Linked DNA regions of Mus musculus: region 2 is linked to region 1. The links are chromatin contacts, called in public HiChIP or PLAC-seq maps. All regions are on one chromosome and are shown on one strand. The core of a region is the stretch at or near the end of the contact, and the rest is flanking DNA. Distances in the headings are between cores, read along the strand shown.

Region 1 (7,056 bases), core at 3,283-5,782:
ACTCTTTCTGTCATGCCCCACTCACTGACATGTCCCTTAAGAGTGGACTGCAGTGCTCTCCTGCCCAGCCACCTGTAGAATCCCTCCCCGCCTCCCCCCGAAACATTTCATTCCAATCCCAAAATTCTCTGCCTTTCAGCCCGTCATCTCTGGTCACTTCCATTCTTTCACTTTTTAGCCTCACAGAGGGTAGGGAGGTATGTTGGAACCTTAGCCAGCTCACTGTCCTAGATACCTGTTGTCTGCCCCTCTTCTGCAAGAGCACCCCTGTTTCCTGGAAATCACCTTTCTCTGGCACCAGTCAGCACCATGGGGCTGGCACACACCACTCTCTAGACTCATCCAGTCTGGTTGTCCTGGTGAGCTGGCTTCAGGGACAGGCTCTAAGGATGGCTCATTTCCACCAAATTATGGGATTTTGCTGGAAGAATCAAAAGAGAAAACCCCTTTGGTCCACTGGGCTGCCAAGGTGAGACAATATAAGCCTGGAGCTGCTTGAGGCCAGTGTGTGAGAAGAACCTAATCTGGGAGGGAAGTTGATCTAGGCAGTGTCTTAGTTAGGAATGGTTTCTATTGCTGGGATAAACACCATGACCAAAAGCAACTGCATTAGCAGCACATCACTGAAGCCAGCCAGCAGGAACCTGGAAACAGGGACTGAAACAGAAACCCTGGTGGAGTGCTGGTTACTGGAGTGCTGGTTACTGGAGTGCTGGTTACTGGAGTGCTGGTTACTGGCTTGCTCCTCCTGGCTCACTCAGCCTACTGTTCTGGAGTTCCCAGAAGCACCCGCCCAGGGGCGTCACCTCCCACAATAACCTGGGCCCTTGTGAGTTAATCCAAAACTGCCGCACAGGTCAATCTGGTGGGGATGTTTTTTCAACGGAGATTCCTACTTCCCAAATGACTAGCATGAGTCAGGTTGCCATAAAACTAGCCAGCACAGTCAAGGCAGGAAGAGATGGGTTTTAGTGGTATCTTTTGTGCAGTTAGAGCCTGCTGGGCTTTTAAATTATGGGACCCCACAGATGCCTCTTCAAAGGGTACCCCATAGAGTCAAGTGTTTGAATGCTTGGCCCACAGGGAGTGGGACTATTAGGAGGTGTGGCCTTGTTGGAGTAGGTGTGGCCTTGTTGGAGGAAGAGCATCTCTATGGGGGTGGATTTGAGGTTTCTGTGCTTAAGCTCTGCCCAGTATGGAATTCCAGTCTCCTCCTGGCTGCCTTCAGATCAAGATATAGACATCTTGGCAACTCCAGCACCAAGTCTGCTGCACACGGCCCTGCTTCCTACCACAACGATGATGGACTGAACCTCTGAAACTAAGTCAGTAAAATGCTGTTCTTTATAAGAGTTACCTTGGTCATTCTGTCTCTTCCCAGCAATAACTCCCTAAGCCCCGCTTATAGGGCACAAAAGACCCTAATAACCATCCTTTAAGGGAAAGAATCCTGGCAGACCCCACCTGTCAGTCAGAGTTCTCCAGGGGAGCAGAACAGAATATGGGCTACAGAGGAGGTGTATTAGATCGCCTTACGTGACAGGTGCTGGACAGCCTAACAGTGCCCATCTGTATGCTAGAGAGGCAGAGAACTTGGTGGCTGATTAGTCCTTGAGGTGACACTGAAGGCTGCTGGCCTGTAGTCCATGTTTGAAGGACGGAGAAGCTGGGTTCTGATGTCAGCAAAGGCTGGTGGCAGCAAGAGCACAGATGTGCTCACCAGCAAGGGGCAGAGGCTAAACCAACACCACTTCTCCCCCTGCATCTTATCCGCCCCCCCCCCCCCATAGAAGGTGCCACCAACCCTGGGAGGAGGGCTTTCCTCCTAAGTTAATCCTTTCTGGAAATAATACCCTTACACCAGATCAGAAGTTGGTCTCTTAGTTGATCCCCGATCCAAGCGAGCTGGCAGCCAAGGTTAGGCACCCTGCCTTTGTTTGGAGATGGCGTTCTCACCACAGCCCCTTATCTGCATATCCACAACAGGAAATAAAGTAAACTAGCCATCAAATAAAGCAAACAAGTTTTGACATTGTTGCAGGTTCTAGAGGGAGCCTCTTGTCTTCTCAATGGAAAGAATTCAGTCAAGAGACATGGACAGTTTAAGTAAAAATCTATTCAGCAAGTCAAAGCTATACTTCAGAGAAAGATTGGAGTGGGATGTCCAAGTGGGTCCACATTGTGGTTTTAAGGGAAGATCTTAGGATTATTTACTTTTTTTGTTTTTTTTTTGTTTTGTTTTGTTTTACAAGACAGGATTTCTCTGTGTAGCCGTGTATTTACTTATTTTTATTTGGTTTTGGTTTTTCTTTTCAAAGATTTATTTATTTATTTATTATATGAAAGTACACTGTAGCTGTCTTCAGACACTTTTCTTTTCAAAGATTTATTTATTTATTTATTTATTATATGAAAGTACACTGTAGCTGTCTTCAGACACTCCAGAAGAGGGTGCCGGATCTTGTTATAGGTGGTTGTGAGCCACCACGTGGTTGCTGGGATTTGAACTCAGGACCTTCGGAAGAGCAGTCAGTGCTCTTAACCACTGAGCCATCTCTCCAGCCCCCTGGTTTTGGTTTTTCAAGACAGGGTTTCCTTGTTTAGTATTGGCTGTCCTCAAACTTGACTCAAACTCACAGAGATCCACCTGCCCCTGCCTCCCAAGAGCAGAGATCAAAGGCGTGCACCACCTCTGCCGGGCCGATTTTATGATTATAAGGTATGATGTCTCTTTTCCATTCCCAAATCATGATTGGCCAAATCTCCCTTTTAGGATATACCCATGATCCTCTTGAAGAGCCCACAGAGAGGCACACCACCACAATATAAATGATAGCATGATAAAGTGGGGGTCTTCTGAAGATGCAGATCTTTGTTAATGCCCACATGTGGCAACTGGGAAAGCCCTATGGTACCTTAGTCTCTGACAAAATGGACAACCTATCTGCACATTCAAGGATGTTTACCTGCAGAGGAACATCTTGACCACCGGAGAACATAGCTACCAAGACACAGCCCAGCCTCCTCATTATCTAGCTCCTTGTGTCTCGTGTCTCAGCGCTTCATTTTCAGAGGGGCCACCGATATGATCTGAGTCATCCACCCTGAGTACTTCCTAGGTTGACACCAAGTTCACTTGTCTGTGGCTTGCAGAAGGTTCTTCCTCGTTTTTAAATGTCATGTCATCTGCCTCTGTCCAACTTCCTGAGGAGGTCAGAGGCCTATTAGAAGGCAGGGCAAATGCCACTAAATCTCATGAGGAGAAGTAGAGTTCCTCAATATGGAATGGGATCCCTTAGTGACTACATTTGTCTTCAGTGCTCCCCAACAGCTGTCTAGGTGAGGTCAGGGTTACAGAACTTGGTACCTAGTGCCATCTTCCTTCTCTGAAACAGGGGAGGGTTCCTTTAGCCCCGGCACTGTCCCCTCACATTCTACAACTTTTCTGAGCCTTATCTATAGTCTGTTGGACTCTGTTCAGAGCAGCTGTCCTTAGTGTCCACACAAGGATGAGGGCTAGCACCCACCCTTTCCCTCCAGAGCTGGCACCAAGTTCTCACACGCAGACGTCTAGGTGTGAGACCTTCTCCTGGGGTGGCCACGTGTCCCTAAACTTTCCAAGAACTTTAGCTCCCAGCCTTTCCTAAGGCTCTCTTAAACTTTCCCAAGAAGCCTTAGTTGGACAGATCTTCCCATCTGTTGTCAGCAAAGGGCAGGTGCTCGGTTACCACCATCTATATCATCTTCCTGATTGGCAGAACTCCAGCCCCCTGCCTAACCCTCAGGACTTCAGAAAAATCCCAGAAGTTCGGCCTTGGTTTTCTTTAGTTTTCCTTTTCCTCCCTGGTGCTGGGCATGGGAGTCAGGACCTTGACCACTCAGAGGCAGTGACCCGCCCCTGAGCTCCACCCCCCAGCCTCTTTGTTATTTCTTTATTGAAGAGATGTGGGAGAAGCTGAATGGCTGGACGTTGTGCTTACTCCTATTTATGAAAAGAGCCAAATCTACTGGCCTCTTAAAGACACGCCTTTCGGAAGACAAACGGGACTCAGCTGGCCACTCGCGCCTTCAAAGGCGTGTGGGTCCACGGGACCTACGCTGGGACTCTGCTACCCCAGGCCAGACCAGCCTCGAGGGTCACCTTCCTCTCCCAAACCACTTTTGCGCGCAAAAACGCCGCGACCTAGTCATCCTCTGCTGGAACTCTGTTCCTGAGCGAACCCGCGCGGCTGTCGGGAGGCGCAGGGACTAAGGGGCGCTCCCGCGCCTGCGTACAGGAGCTGAGCGAGGCCCGGCGCTCCCAGCAAAAGTGACAGCTCGCGAGTCACGTGGTGCTCTGGAGGCGTGGCTCCCGGCTTGCTCCAGAGAACTCGTACGTCACGCGGGGGAGGAGGGTGGGACTGGGCGTGGCGCCCCCTGTTGACTGACAACTCTCTCCGCGACACATCCAAAGGGCCCGACTGCTCGCGCGTCACGTGCACCTAAAGGGGCGGGGCGCTCCCGCTGACTGACAGCCCGCTCCGCCGCGCCTCAGAAGGACCCGGCACGGCTGGTCGCGCGGTGCATCCGCGGCAGCTGCAGACCCGACGGCGTCCTGCCCGCCCCCCTGCCCGGTCCCGCGGGCCGCCGCGGCGAGAGGGCCTCGGGCTGCGGTGCTGCGCTCGCGAGGGGCTGTGCGGCGTGGCTGCGCCGGGACCGGTGAGGAGGGGTCGCTGGCGGCGTGGGCGGGTCGGCTGGACGGCCGGTGCGGCGGGCAGGGCTGTCATTCTGCTGGTCTCAGTGGAGGGCCGCGAGCTGCTCAGAGGCCACGACCGCGCCGGAGCGGGCTGGGAAGGCTCGGACCCCGAGGCCGCTTCTAGGATTTGGGAAGACTCGGACCCAGTCATGCACGGGTCTGCGCTCGCCCGGAGTTGCAGGGTTGATGAGACGTGGGAAGGTGACAAGGGGAGGAGGAAGCAGGCTCGGCGGTCCAGTCCAGTGCCGCACACGGGTGCGACCTACGGAGTGAGCGGGAGCGCGGCTCTGCCGGCGCAGGTGCGCTGGCACGGGCTGGGCCCCCGACGTGGAGCTGTCCCGGTGGTGAGTCAGAGGTAGAGGTGAGCTGGCAGCTGGCAGGCCGGGCTACCCTCGCCCCAGCTGGGATCCAGCCTGTAACCCGATGCTGAGGTTCTGATTCATTCCCTTCGATCTGCCTCCCTCCCAAATCCTGAAAGCAGGACAGCGACACAGCATGAACCCCAAGACAGGGCAAAGAGGCTCGGGCATTAGTGAGCCGCATCCCTTCCCTCTTTTCCACACTGTGGTCAGAAGTAGGGATGTTTAGGCCTTTGAGGACCAAGATGGCAGATAAGCTGTTTTGACGGGCTCCGTGGAAAAAGTTGACACCTGGGATTTTCTTTTCCCCTCAAACACTGGTGATTTCTGGTTGGTGATGATGAGCTAGCTCAGTCTCTGTTGCAATCCAGAAGTTTCTTGGGATGGTTGTCTTTTGGATGGTCTGTGTCAGCTCATGTGGAGTGGACTCCTATCTCTTGAGAATGTCACAAGTATACGCGCATCACAAATCTTAAAGAAATTGAAGTGAGTTATCTCCGCAGATGCTAAATGCATTCTATCTTCATGGCAATGTTTGTTTCTTCCAAGGTAAGTGGTTTTAGAATAACCCCAAATGGCGCTGAGGGAGCTTCTCTGAGGACAGCCTCCCAACCCCCTGCGCCCCTAGAGAGCTATTGAGTGGGCAAGTCATGTGAATACCCCGGCTTTCTTTCCTTTTCTCCCTTCTTCGTCTTCCTTTCACAAGCGGAAAGTCATCGAGTTAAAAGGAAACGTCAAGGGGCTGAAGAGACGGTTCAGCCAGCCCTTGAGAGCATATTCTGATCTTTGAGAGCTCCAGAGTTCAGTTCCCAGCACCCACCTCAGGGGGCTCCCAGCCACCTGTAACCCTAGCCTCACAGAATCTGATGCTCTTTTCTCGCCTCCTCAAGCCCCTAGTCACACGCATACAAAAAAGTTAAACAATAAAAACAACTAAAAAATGAAATTTCAAAAGCCAGATGCAATGGTATAGACTTGTACTTACTATTAGTACTCCAGAAGCGGAGAAAAGAGTGTCATGGGTTCAAGGTCACCCTGGGCGGTATAACAAGACCACGTCTAAAGAGAGGAATGGAAAGCTGAATGACACCCCACTTCAGGATGACAATAGGAGAATGACTTCTCCTGTCACTCGGTTCTCTTGCTTTGGTAGCTTCCAGAGTACTTTCAACAGGATCTCCTTGTTCATCTCCACCATTAATTTGGGAGTGGCAAGTATCATTCCTCCTGTGACACAGATGAAGAAACCAAGCCTCGCTTGTCCAGGGCCACTTAACTGTTGGAGGCAAAGAAAGCTCCACAATACCTTTGTTGCTAAAAGTGCTGGGTATAGTAGCTCATCACCCAAGAGGACGTGAGATGGGCATGAGCAGCTACGCTTCCTGTTGGGCTGGAGGGCTGAGTGGAGTCTCCTTCTCTGCTCTCCTTGCCTCACTGACAGTCAGCAGGGCTGGCCAACCAGCATCACTATACTGTTACCTCTCCCTATACCCTCTGTGGCAACGCAGATTTGTTTCTAGGCTTTGAGAAAGCCAGTAGGAAGTGCATTGCAGAGTATCTTTGCTCAAGTGCTTAGTTTCCAAACAGGTCAGGTGTCCTCAACTGTGAAGCAAGACAGCATGGCCGGTCCAGGGAGACCTGCCCCAATGATTTTCTTTTCCATCTCCCGACCAGAGAGAAGCACGGTGAAATCCATGGAGCTGCTGCTGGCTCTGCTGCGTTCACCTAGATTTGGGATGTGGCATTGTTTGAGGTTTTGTGGCATTTTTTTTTCTATTTTTAGCATACACAGCTGCTCTTGTTAGGGAAGAACAAGCTTTTTATCCCATTCTCTAAATCTGGGCAGCACCACAGAACTGCAGGGGGTTACTTTATGGCTGTCTCTGCAGGTCAGTGGTTCAGGCCAGACCAAAAGCTAAAACAGTCGTGGGTACATGTATCAAAGCCAAGGTCCGACCTGAA
Region 2 (7,056 bases), core at 3,021-5,520, 2.2 Mb after region 1:
GGGAGTCACATGGTGTTGAAAACTCATTATCCTCTATTGAGACAGGAAGTTAATTAAACCCTTCACAGAGCTGGTGGTGACAAATGTCAGGATGGCCCTTAGCAGGGCTGCCTGGTGTCTTCAGGGCCTGGGATGACTGACAGTAGAGGAAGAAAGAGAGGCCTGACCCAGGCAGGGGGTAGGGAAAGACCTGAGCCTCTTCCCCAAAACAGCATTCAACATCCATTCTAAGACAGGGCATTTTCCAGAGGGAGTCCTGCTCTGCTCTTACCTGCTGTGTGGCTCCAGGCAAGTGACTTCACCTCTCTGAGCCTCCATTTATCCACCTGACAAGACAAACGGTAATTGTATCAGTTCCTCCTTCAGAAACTGTTATGCTAAGGCACGGACAGGCACGGAGGCTGGTGCCATGATGCCACCATGATGCCCCCTCCTTGCCACTGACAGTGAGAGATGATGAAGCCCCTAGTGCTGAGGGCCTGCCTGCAGCTGCCTTACAAGCTGGAGCGGAGAGGAACAGGGATTTCCCTCCTGAAAAGTGAACAGGGAGGGCCAGGCAATGGGAGGGAAGGGTGCCCACAGTACCCGAGCAACTAATACAAAGGCCCAGTGGCCACATGTAGGGCCTTGAGAAGGATCTCACTCACAGCAATCCTCCTGCCTCAGCCTCCATAGCAATGGCATGTACCACATCACCCAGCTAAGACAAGTGTTGGTGTAGCTAGCATCATGACTCTCGGGGAGCTGGGGGCAGCAGTCAGGATGCTAGTGAGGCAGGTCAGGAGGAGATGTGGTGAAAGCCCAGTCGCAGAGTCTGAGCCACCGGGAGTTGAGGCCACTGAGACTAGGTAGCTGCGGGAGCCAGTGAGGTTTGGAAGGGACAGAGGAATCGGGGCGTACAGTCGTCCTGTAGCCCTGATCTCCAGCCACGGCCTCATGCCTCACGTGTATTTTGGCATCAGGTAGCAATAGCTCCATGCACGAGCCTCCCAGCTTCCATATCAGTGCAGCTTCCATATCAGTGCATCTCCAGCCCCGGCATCCTCTTTCTCCTTCAAGATCTAGCATCAGTCTCCCGGTCATCATCCAAAAGCCATTGCAGGGGGTGAACCATCACAGAGCATGCCCACCAGGCATGGACTCAACCATAGGGCAGTGGAACCACAGCCAGACAAGACATAAACCTAGAGCCCCCGGGGACAGGGACTGAGGTCTGTGGAGTCCTTTCCAAGGTCCTGCCCTTCAAAACCACAGAAGGGCAGTTAGACCTATACCTAGGAACACCCTGCTGCTTTCTGCCTGGAAGATGCCTCGTCACCCATTGAGACCTACACAGGGTCCCAGGAGAAAACCCAGGACAGTTCTGAAGGGGGCTCCAAAAGTGCTGACAGTGGCACCCATGCTGTGTGCCCAGAGTAGGTGCTGGCAGCCTTCACGCCTCTCAGCAAATCTTCAGAGGATTTGCTACTAAGCCTTGGGTCCCCAGAAGAGCAGGAGTCCCTGCAATCACAGCAGGGCTTCCCTGCCCTGAGCAGAGTCCTCCTGCTCCACAAAGAATCTAAGGGCTATAAGGCCCTTAGCTGAATCGATCCTGTTTCCCTGCTGGCTCTGGTCATGAACTTGCCACTCCCAGTAGACAGAGGCAGGAAAATTGGGGTCCACAGTGGGAGCTCGGTGGAAGATAGAGAAAGGAAGGCCATCAGGAAGCTGCGAGCCCAGACCGTGGCAGGACCTTCTGCTAGGCACAGAATCTGGGAGGACACATGTCCCCAGATGGGAGGCTGTCTGGGATTCTTCATTTTAAAACAGGCGTCCCATATTTTCATTTTGCTTGGGCCCTGCAAATGATGCAGCTTGTCCTGGCCGGCAGGCTCTAGGTTGCTAGCTAAGTATGTCCTTCTGTCCCAGCCTGGGCTATGTATACATAGCATCATACAAGTAAATCAAGTCGGGCAAAGAATGGCCCCATCTCACCTTCCTGCATCCCAGGAAGACATTACTAATCAAAAGCCACAGTTTTCTCTCATGACTCTCAGATGTCCACTCAACGCTGCTCTTATCCAGCACTTCCAGCCTGAGTGTTACTTACCGAGTACCCAGCCTCTCACCATATGCCAGCCTCTAGTCACCTCCCAGGACTCCCAGACCCTAAGCCTCATCTCCTTGTAAAGTGCTCTTCCCTTAAGAAGATGGAAATAGACAAATTATGCCTTGTCCAGTTCGTAAGCATCTTGGGGCTACTAGACTGAGAAGACCCAGCCAATGTGGGGACCCCAGCTATAGAAGGATGGCTCCTCTGAGAAGAGCTAGAAAGCCAGACAGCCTTGTACAAATCTTGGATCTGGGCCTTGGTGTTCCTGTATGACCAACAGAGGGGGCAGCATTCAGTCCCACTAGCCAGTCCTGCACAGTGCCCTTCACTGAGTGTACAGGGTGTCAGGGAAGAGGCGACCACCTCTCTCTTCTTTGCAAGGACCTCAGTATCAGAAGCTGTAAAGAAATAGGTCTCATACCCAGAACGCCTGGTACCTGGCATCTGGCAAACTTCCAAGGGGACATGGATGGTGACAGTTGTACCAACCGAAGACTGCCTACCAGGTAGGTGGGGGACCATGTGTCTTCTCTGTGGAGACCTTTCTGATTCTCTGTGTGCTATGAAGAGAGGCAGTAGACATCAACGGTGCCCATTTGGTTTGCTTTGGATGAGGACATGACCCCATCCGAAGCTGCGTTGATCTTGTGCATGTCTCAAGTTTCAATATCCTCACAGAACAAGAGGCACATTCTTGACCTGGGTCTGGAGCACACTGCGTGGGCACTGGAAACCTGCCTCCTTAGGCTGTGACAGCAGAGGAAGCTGGGGGAATGGGGGAACACCTCCTTGGCAGATGTTCACTGTGGCATCGGCTGCGGTTAAACAAGGCCAGCTGACCTCTGGCTCCTCCCGGATTTCCGGGCAGGTCTGAGTTCAAGAAGGAAAAACCTGAGGTTCCCTCCCCTCCCCTCCAATTAGGCATAAGACTGAACCACTTGAGGCTACCCACAGTCATCGGAAGCTGCAAATCTCATACTGAAGCTTCCTTCTGGATCAGAGTCTCTGTCAACTTTCAAAGTCCAGCAAAAATTTAGTGTCCAGGCCTCGGGCATCCAGACCCCACTGCTGGCTCCCTGAAAGGCACAGCTTCAAGGGGCAGCACAACTTAAGCCATGGGGGCGGAGCTCCAGAGCGGAGGGGCAGGGCCAGACAAGCTAGGGGCCTGTGCCGCGGGGCTGCTGCACAGGTCTCCAAGGGGCAGAACAGGTCTCCAAGTCCTAAATAGGCCTGCGGACATAACCTCAGGAAACTACAACTAACTAAGAAGGCTAGAGGTCTATCTAGAAACGAGGGTGGGAATTCGGGACAAGGCCGGCGCGACCTGGGGCCAGCCCAGGGGCCAGCCCGGAGGAGGTGAGGACAAAGCTGAGGATTGGACAGACGTGGGCAAGGCCTGTGTTGGGGGCGGGGAAGGACCAGGCCTGTGCGAAGGACTACGGAGCAGAGGCGGGGCCAGGGAGAAGGCGGGCCTACGGAGGCGTGGCGAAGGCAAAGAAGGAGGAGACGTGGGCGGAGCCAGCACCTGGAAGGGCGGGTTGTGGGCGTGGCCAGCAGGGTGGCAAGGAATACAGGGGCGGAGCCCGTGGGAAGGACTAGTAAAGGGGCGGGATCAGTTTGAGGACAGCTGAGGCTGTGCTCTTGTGAGGAGGACGAGCAAAGGGAGTCAACAAGAGAGTGTAGCTGAGGAGCAGGGTCACTGTGAGGGCGGGGCAGGGGCAGGGACAACGTGGGGAGGACAACTGATAGGCGGGATCAGGGTAATAAGGTTGCTGAGGGACAGGGTCGACGAAAGGAGGACGGCTGAGGAGCGGGGGTCAATGTGAGGAGGACGGCTGAGGGGCGGGGTCAACGCGAGGAGGGACGGCCGAAGGGCGGGACCAATGTGGGAAGAATCGGCTGAAGGGCGGGGTCAGCGCGAGGAGCACAGATGAGGGGTGGAGCCAGCGCGAGGACAGAAGGCCCGGCCCAGGCTGGGTGAGTACGCGGAAGTCGGTGCAAGCAGAGAAAAGACGAGCGCTAGTTTGGGGCGGGGCCAGTGGGAAGGACGGCCTGAGGGCGGGGTCAGCACGGGTGGGAAGGCGCTACCGCGGAGGACGGTCCGGGGCGTGGCGAGAGGCGGGGCCCGCCGCCAGCTACGCGAAGGCCCCGCCCGCCTGGCCAGCCTGCGGGGAGCGCCCTGGCGGCGGCCGCCGGTTCGCCGCTCGCGGCTCGCAGGTTCCATTGAGAAAAGCTGAGCGGCGGCGGCGGCGGCGTCTGCGCCGGAGCAGAGAAGCCGCCACCAGCCCGCCGCCCGCCGGGCAGTCCGCGCGCCCGAGCGCAGGGCCGTGGCCTCGGGCCTCCGCGGCGGCGCCGGCGGCCCACGCGCGGCGCGGCGGGCTGGGGGCGCGGGCCGAGGCAGCCGTGGAGCCCGCGGGCCGGGGGCATGAGCCGCCCCGCTACCCCGCCGCGCCCCTGCCGCCCGCCGCCGCCCGCCAGGGGCTAGAGGCGGCCGCCGCGAGGGCGCGCGGCGCCGGAGACATGTCCAGGAGGAAACAGAGCAATCCCCGGCAGATCAAGCGTGAGTCAAACTTTGCCCGTGGTGCCCGCCAGACCCCCGCTGGCGCCCCGCCGCCCCGCGCCGCCCCTGCGCGGCCGCCCAACCCCGCTGCGCCCGCGACCTTCACCCCGCGCCGCGCCCCCCGCGCCGAGTGCCAAGCGCGCCGTAATCTAATCTCTGCCGGCGGGCAGGGCCCCCGCGTCTCAGCATGGGCACCCAGGGGGTCCGGGCCCCAGAGAGGGTGGCGGGTCCCGAGAGCCGGAAGGAGAGTGTCTGGGGGCGCGGCTCCAGCAGAGCCGGGCCACCTCGCAGCCTGCACCTCCCCCGCATCCGAGATGGTGCGGCGATAGGGCGGCCCCGATCTGGGCTCAGATAAAGTTTAAAATATTCCATTCTGCAAGTCCCATCCTGATAAGATCGCTCTGTCGGGACGGGCTGAAATTGTGATCTTATCTGGCGTGCTTGACTCTCCCAGGCTTTGTATCTAGAGGCAGAAGGAGAAAGACCTGGGAGTAAGGGGGACTTGGGACTGCGGGGACCGGCCGGCGCCCACCGCAGCGCTTTGGCTGCAGAGCGACAAGGCAGCGGAATAGGTAGTGGAGGCTGCTCCAACCTAGGCATTTGGCACTGGCTGACCAAACCCCCTTTATCCGCTCCGGCTCTGGAGTTTTCGATCCGACCTCTGCCTGCTGGGGGACATGTGGAGATCCGACCCACCAACTGCCCCTAACAACGCTACACGAATGGATGCCCATGGGCACCGCTCTCTCCACCTCCATCCGAGGGGTTATCCTGAACCATCCAGGGACCTCAGGCACTCAAACGTTGTTCCCGAGTGAAGTTTCTCGCAGGTTCTCCCGTGGGCACTTTCCCGAGCAAGGCAGACCCTATAATCCTACATCATCCGTGCCCCCCTACAGTAAGACCCTCCTGGGCTCTTGGGGCTACCAGGTTGCGGGGCCTCTTGGCTGCTCTAGGAGCGAGTAAGCACACAGGAAGAGCTCCTCCCCACGCCACACCAATAATAACTTCGCGCCTCTCCCGGCAGGGCGCGGGGCTTCCTCCCCGGAGCTTCCCTTTGGCGAGAGCGACAGGTCATCTGGGCTGCCCAGGAGGTGACGGGAGGGGGGCTGGGCATCCGGCTTTCCAGCTCCAGACGCCTGAGCTACCTCCTCTGTCCACATCACACTGCCACCAGGACCAAGTGTGCATTTTAGCTTGTGAGAGTACCCCCTACTGAAGTGGGGGGGGACGGGGAGGAATCTGGGTTCTGGTAACCCGACTCCCCAAATGCGTGCTGGACCTGTTTTCCGAAAGTCTCCTTCTATCATGTCAGCTGAAGAATTAAAGCCACCCACAGGTCCCGATCTGTGCTGGTTCTCTGGTTTCTTTTTCCCCTCCTCGCCTGTGCGCCTCTGCTGGGTTCTGTTCTCGCGTGTATGTGTGTGTGCGTGAGCGTGAGCGTGTGCGTGTGTGTGTGTGTGTGTGTGTGTGTGTGTGTGTGTGTGTGTGTGTTTCAGTTTGATGAGAAATGCAGATAGCTAGGGCAGGGAGATCTCAGGTTGGGAACGGATCGCCAGCGCTGATAAGCCCGCAGGAGCCCAGCAGAGCCCAACCCACTTGGGTCAGCGAAACCCCATACTCTGAGATCTAGGACCGAGACTGTGCAGGAGAGCCCCTCCGATCCCCTCACAGTGCCCCACGACTCGAGCAGAAGAGGAGAGCAGGCCTGGGGGGGCGAGGGGCGGCTCAGAGCCCTCTGTGCAACTCGTGGCCCGGGCCCCTCCTCCCCTAGCAGATCTAAACGCGTTAAGATGCGAACGTTGATTGTCACCATGCGGAGGCGCCTGCCCGCCTGCTCTCTGCTCAAGGCCATGCGTGAGGCCCTCACAGCTGTTCGCCTGGTGCCTTGGCCTCACCTGTGGCGGGTCTCAGGGTGCGGAGGGGAAGCAGGCTGAGCTCTAGGGGCCGACGCCCTCCACGCCCCCACCAAAGCCGGGTTGCAGCTGCCCGCTTGCCTCTGTGCGCCTTTTGTTCTGCGCAAAGATAGATGTGCCGTGCTGATAAGGCTTGCAACCGATGGCAGCCGCGATAGCGTTTCCATTTATTAACTTCAAACGTGGGAGAGGGGGGAGGGCGAAGCAGGAGCGCGGCCTCAGCCAGCCAGATGGCTGACATGATAGGCCAGGCCCCTGGAGGGGGCTAGGGGCAGGGGACCCTCGGTGCCCCGGCCCACCAGCTTTTCTCCTGCCCAGTCGATGTAAGCTCTGATAAGTAGGGGCCTAAGCGTGGGCCAGTCCGCCCAATAGCGATTGCCAAGAGAGATAAGAGGCCTTATCTACGGCCACCAGGCCCCGCTGGGTTCGGGTTCGAGGCAACAGCAGTGTGGGGGCATCCGGCGGCAGCAGGGGGCCTGGGCAGCAAA

The links. HiChIP or PLAC-seq counts read pairs in DNA pulled down with a chosen protein or histone mark.
Region 2: a contact with region 1 is called in an H3K27ac HiChIP or PLAC-seq map of thymic regulatory T cells, with 9 times the contacts expected there. The contact joins the promoter of Zfpm1 here to the promoter of 6430548M08Rik in region 1. A contact is called at or near these places in 1 of 484 Hi-C or Micro-C datasets (B cells) and 1 of 115 datasets of contacts at active chromatin or transcription factors (thymic regulatory T cells).

What each region holds. Positions count from the first base shown.
Region 1 is chr8:120,109,620-120,116,675 of GRCm38.p6, forward strand. It overlaps 6430548M08Rik (RIKEN cDNA 6430548M08 gene), which reads left to right and starts at 4,533. Exons shown (of 13, transcript NM_172286.4): 1 at 4,533-4,698.
Region 2 is chr8:122,277,871-122,284,926 of GRCm38.p6, forward strand. Zfpm1 (zinc finger protein, multitype 1) reads left to right here and starts at 4,271. Exons shown (of 10, transcript NM_009569.4): 1 at 4,271-4,652. The coding sequence starts at 4,613. Gm39269 (a long non-coding RNA gene) reads right to left here. Exons shown (of 3, transcript XR_879285.3): 1 at 6,551-7,056; 2 at 272-326. RefSeq lists enhancers at 4,885-5,128, 6,493-7,056.